2 separate regions of the Zea mays genome follow, and region 2 is linked to region 1. A link is a contact called in public Hi-C data. All regions are on one chromosome and are shown on one strand. Each heading gives the region's core, a stretch centred on a gene start, on an enhancer-like site or on the middle of the called end of the contact. The rest is flanking DNA. Distances are from core to core; before and after follow the strand shown.

Region 1 (2,850 bases), core at 196-2,695:
ACCGGTGGCGAGACGCAGGCCCGTACCTTCAAGGTTGACCGCCGAGCAGCCATCCACGCTAAGATGAAGCGCCAGCACGACGAGCGCCAACGACGACGAGATGAAGCCATCCATCCTCCGCATGCTTCCCCGTCCCGCAGGCGCGCGATGGTCGAAACGACGGCAAGGTGCCGTCACATGATCCTCTTCGCGAGCCTCTTGAGCAGCCTGGAATGCATGGTCAGGCGCGTGGGGCAGGCATTGCGGCCGCTGCAGGGACCACGCGAGCTCCACCCAGGCACTGCAGCCTCACACCCGCTCCGCGCCTGCGTGCAAGAGGAAACAGACGGGAACAGCTCAGAGAGTCAGAGGCGCCAGAGAAAAGGGCGATGGGGAGCAGAGGAAACTTGCAATCACCATAAAGCAACACAAACAGCTCTAGCGCCTTTTTGTTTTGCCTGGCGATCACGCGATTCGAATCGAGAAACTGAAAAGAGGATTCGTAGGACAGAGCGAGGGGTGCTTACACGGCAGCGGGTGAGGGAACGGAGGAGAAGGAGATGGGGAAGAGAGAGGACGGGCGGGAGGGGGAGGGAAACAGCGGTCGTCCGCTGTTGGAGGAACGCGTAGTCGTAGACTCGTAGTAGACAGAGACTAAACCAACAACGCTAGGCGCGAGGCGACACGACGAAGCCAAAAACACACACACACTCTTTTTTTTTTTTAAGCGACAGACGTGAATGGAATTCTTCCCCCGCCACCTGTAGGAGTAGGACGATTCCACGCCAGGATTAGAGAAGCAGGCTTTAAAAACTGGATAATACACCACCATCACATATGGCAATAGAATATGGCCCGCACCGCATTGACATTGTTCCGCCGCCCCCATTGCTGCCAATCGCGGCCGGACATCGCAGCGACGCCAAAATGCTGTGCTTCAGAAGGGGGAAAAGAAATTTGTGCAAAGGGGAAGAGGACAGTTAAACCAGGTTAACGATCCCAAACAGGTTGCAGCTACTTTTATGAAAAATAAAAAAAAATCGAAGAGCTTGTTAAGGGAAGAGGCAACAAATCGGAGCTGGGTTTCCGCGACGAGCTGATAGGAAATGCGATCGACCGACGCCGATGGCCTTGCAGACTCGCGGAGGCGCTGCAGAGATGGGTTCTTACCCGTGGTTCGGGGCGCCGCGGCCTGGCGGCCGGCGGCTGGATGCGTGGATCCCTTAGTCGCTCGGAGCTCCTCGCCAGCTTGCGATCCGTCGTGGCGGGGACGGTGGCCGGCTACCGGCGGCGACCCGAGGCGGAGAACGGCAGGCGCGCGCGCCTCGCGAGTCTCGACTCGCGATTCGCGGCTGGTTCAGGACTTTCGTTTGCGTCGGATTGTACCCGGAATCATTCCGGCTAATCAAAGTTTATATAAATTAGAGAAGCAATCCGGCCGGGAATTATTCCGACTCACCAATCCGACCCAAACAAACAAGGCCTCAAGAGACGTGCGGTGGGGCCTGCGCCGGCCAGGTGGGGACGCGCAAACGAGAGGAGTTTCTAGTGTGCGTTTTCGTGCTTAGAGCAACTTCACCCGAAAGAACTTCTTAAATTGATGATTTAGAGAAATAGTAGTAAATCTGCTTTCCAACAGCTCCTGAAATAAACTTAATAAATCTACTAGGTGTATATCCGTGCTTTGCTACGGAGTCAACATATAATAATAAGATATATTGGGATACAGAAACACTATTTATCGTTTCTATGCTCTCGTTATTAAAATATTAGTGCATAACGATTACTTGGAGATAAGAAACACATAATTTATTATTCACCTCAATATCTCACATTATTTGACGAGAATAGATAAGTCATAACCATATACATTGAAATCTGATCATTCACCATGTTTGCAGAAGCATGTGAATTAGGCTACATCAGCAAACCTAATTTATACTGACAACAGTCTATATGTATAAACAACATAGTCATCTCAGGTTAATTCATCGTCCTAGCTACCTAGAAAAAATATTCAGCAACCTAGAGTCTTTGCGCCAATCAATTGAACAGGCATCTAAGCAAAAAGCTCTCGAGTCTAGAAAACTTGCTCAACAAAGTGTGCCTCAGACAATCATGAACGGGATAAAAGGTGATAGAATGGATGTTGACCCAATGTCAGTTGAAGCATTTGATGATCAACCATCTGTTCCAAAACGCTTGAAGACGCATCATCCATCACCTAGTGGCCTAGAGAATGATATGTCTGTAGTCTCCAATTATCATGTAAACTCAGGCTTTGCATTGCAGGAAACACAGCCTGAGCAGCTTGACCACAATAACAAGACATCATATCTGAAACGAGAGGTTGATGCAAAGGCTGACATGCGAGCTCCTCAAAAGCCCATAAAAATTAGTTATGGTATTGATGGAAATCTGTCTGCATCAAGGTGTAATGTGATTCCTGGTGTTCCCAGTGAGATTAATTCTCATATCAAGCAAGAAAACTTGTCGGTTGACAAAGAGACAAGTGAAACCGCCCTTGAGGTTAAGAATGAAACAAATGGTCCAACTGATGCGACTGTGTCTAAATCAGGAAAACCAAATGTGAATGTTGGCAACATCAAATTTGTGCTTTATTTAATGGAAGAAGGAACGATGGAGGACAAGCTGAATATTCTTGCCCCAATTGCTATGTTGAGGAGGTCAAATGTGGGCTACGCAAACCTTTACCACAGAGTGCTGTTATTGGGGCAAAATATTTGCCGAGAACTGTTCTTAGTGATCATATAGAAGATTGGCTATTTAAACGACTTAAGCAGAGGCCCGTGCAGCTGCTGCTGGCAAAAATATTGATGAGATTCCTTGAGCGGAAGAACATCAACTTGA
Region 2 (3,049 bases), core at 246-2,745, 150 kb after region 1:
CATGTGGTTTGTGTTGTACGTCAACCACCAAAATCGATTATAGGAAATGATTAAGTCCATTTCCCTTTCACAACTGATGGCAGGAGGAAACAGTCTAGGTACAAGGGTTGTTTTGAGGATGGTAGGGGCAACAAGGGCAGATACCAATGTCCTATTTGTCATGGATATGGCCATCACCAGTACACTTGCAAGAATGGTGACTTAAGTGATATAGCTGCTATGCTTGTTGATAGGTACAAACTGTATTAACAAGGTTTTACTATGGACTTGAAACTTACTTTGTTCTTACTATTGATGTCTAATGTGCCATGCTTGTAGGGGTTCACCAAAGAAGAAGAAGCAGGCAATTGAAACTTCAATTGAAATGAGCATTGTTCCTGTTCCTGCACCAAGAATGGTTTTCCCTAACATTGGAGTTCAGCTTTCTGTAGGGCAAAATAGGATGAAGAATAGGAAGGGCAAATCAACTTTTAGTTCAGGAGCTCCTAGTTCTATGCCGTCTACTGTTTCCATAAGGTTTCTCATTTATAAAATCTTTTGTTTGTCTTATTATGAGTACTATACCATCCAATGCTGACTCATAAGCTCTTTCTTGTCCTAGCATATGTGAACAAGGTTCTAACCACCTAAAACTGGCCCCTTTGAATATTTTGAGGCCATTTGATGAAGTGCCAGTGGAGGGAGGAGTCATATATCAATCATGGCCTGAACCTAAGAAGGAGGGAACACAGAAGCCAAAATCACCAGATGTCTGTGGCACTCCAGCTATGTGCACAAGAAGCAAGACCAATTACACCTCTAGTCCTGCCATGGGAACTAGGAGCAAAAAAAGCTCAATGTCTGATGTGCTACACATTGGAGCTCTAAAAACTGGAGATGTGCTAGCTCTTTTGTTTAAAACTGCGATGTGCTAGCTCTTTTGTAATGTGTTTATGGCCTGAATGGCTCAAAACTTTGTGATTTGTTTATGACCCGCATGGTGTTTGGTCGTCTGTGCTTATGGCCTAAAAACTGTGTGGTGTTTGGGCTGTAAGGCCCTTTTGTAATAGCCAAACTGGTGTGGTCTAGATAGCTCAAAATTGAAACTGATATTATGAATTGCATGTCATATCAATGTGTAACTGATGTGTTATGGCAAGTGTGTTATGGCAAGTAGTGGCACGTAAGGACACTGGACTTTTACATCTCATGGAATAATCTGAGGGCAAAATCGTACCATGGCCGTCCAGTTTGCATCCGTTATAAAGAAAATAGACGATAGTGGCGCTTAAGAATAAAAAAATTGTTTTCTAATGGCACTAAAGCAGTGACAAAATTTTGAGTGGTTCGTCTGCAATTCAGATCTTTTATAATGGCTTCAAAGTAATTGTCTCATCAGATACTCTCATACTCCGCATATACTTAGAAGAGATGGGCCCCACAAGGCATAGAGCGAGAGACGACCCACCGAGCCATGGCCCCACGGTTTCCTGGTTTCCTCCGCCTCACTGGTCCTCCCCTCTCCTCTCCCCCCTTCCCTCGCTCCAGCGAGTACCGACGCCTCCCACAGCTGGAGACCGTACTTTACTGGCACTGGCAGTAATCTTCCCACCCGCCTCGGCGCCTCCTCCCTCTCTCCCAACATCGCCCGCTCTCTCCTCGCTGTTCTCCGCTGTCATCTCCCCCGGAGAAGCGTGGCTCCTGTAGCCGGCCTCCTACCTGCCCCTCCTCCGCGCGCCGAGCACCAGACGACGCGACACGGCCGAGCACGGTCGCTGCTTCCGCGGCGGCGCCGCTCCACTCTCGTGCTGCAGCTAGCGGAACAGAGATCCGTGGGGACATGAACAGGGTTTCTCCTCTCTGTTGGTGAGTGATCCTGGGTCCTGGCTTGTTTGGCGTGTTGCCCTGTTTTTCTGGGAGTAGGTTCCGGTCTCAATTCGGATCCAAATCTCTCATTCTCTTGGTTCGTAGGTCGTGAATTTGCGTGCTGCGCTATTAGTCTCCTATCGATCCCACTCATGGTTTGGTTAGCATCTTCGTCCCCTCCAGCTTGGGAGATTGAAATTAGTTGACACCGCAGTAGGAGATAGGACTTTTCGTTCTGTATATCATATCCAAACAGTCAAGGTGCTGCTGCAGTTTGGTTCACATAATTTTTGTGTGTTTAATTAACTTCCGCGCGCTTGGCGCAGGTCCGCGCCGATTCTGCCCATTTTGGCCGGAAATAGCTTCCGAAGCGAAGTTGCTGATGTACCTCTAGTGTTTTACTCCACTGCGTCGTAGTTTAAGGACTTGCGGACTGTATTGGGGTTAATGTATATTGTGTGGATGGGCTGAGTCACCGTGAGACTTTTGTTTGTTTGTTTGTTGGAGGTTTTACTGCGGTGCTCAATTGACGTGGACATCAGGCTCGATCTAGATCACAGAATACACGGTGTTATGATTTATGAACCAATTGCCCACGTTCCACAGATAGTCCCCAGTCATAGATGCCTTTAATTGACTACGTGTCTTGACAAAATGAACAGTACCCAGTTCTCTTGAAATGCACTAGGAATCTATGATGATAGTGAAACTGGACAGAGTTGTAGAAGATACTATCTGGATGCAAATCTACTATTCCTGCAGCAGACTTTACACTGGAATTTTGTTGTGAGCAAAGGAAAGAGGCCCCTGGAAAGTTTCATGTGATTACATTTCAAGTTGGTTGCCTTTTTAGGGTCTAATCAACATCAGTGTGCACATCAGCTGACAAAGAAAGGGTGTGATCCACATCCACTTCTAATACTTGCTTGCTGGCCAATGTAGATCACTAAATAGGCGCAAGTCAGTGATAAAAAGTTCCCCTCTCTCCTAGGAGCGTTTATGTAGTCACATGTTCTCATGCTTTTCAGTTACATGTTACTATCAAGTGGGTTGTGGTTTTTGAGAGAAAAAAGGTGAAGAGTAGTTGAATTATACTATGAAGTTTGCAAGTTATACTTAACTTTCAAACAGCCTGTAACACTGCTAGCCTGTTTTTTTTGCTAACAAGATAATGCCTTTTGCATCATTTGCTTCGTTTTTTTTT

Evidence for each region. Hi-C and Micro-C count contacts between places; a contact is called where the count stands out from the background.
Region 2: a Hi-C map of endosperm shows a contact between it and region 1, with 2.5 times the contacts expected there. The contact joins the promoter of LOC100285713 here to the promoter of LOC103651364 in region 1. A contact is called at or near these places in 4 of 25 Hi-C or Micro-C datasets (ear, endosperm, leaf and 1 more).

Annotation. Positions count from the first base shown.
Region 1 is chr3:215,146,939-215,149,788 of Zm-B73-REFERENCE-NAM-5.0, forward strand. LOC103651364 (protein MALE DISCOVERER 1) reads right to left here and starts at 1,446. Exons shown (of 13, transcript XM_008676981.4): 1 at 1,150-1,446; 2 at 27-305. The coding sequence starts at 123.
Region 2 is chr3:215,300,794-215,303,842 of Zm-B73-REFERENCE-NAM-5.0, forward strand. LOC100285713 (ATP binding protein) reads left to right here and starts at 1,496. Exons shown (of 17, transcript NM_001158604.2): 1 at 1,496-1,845.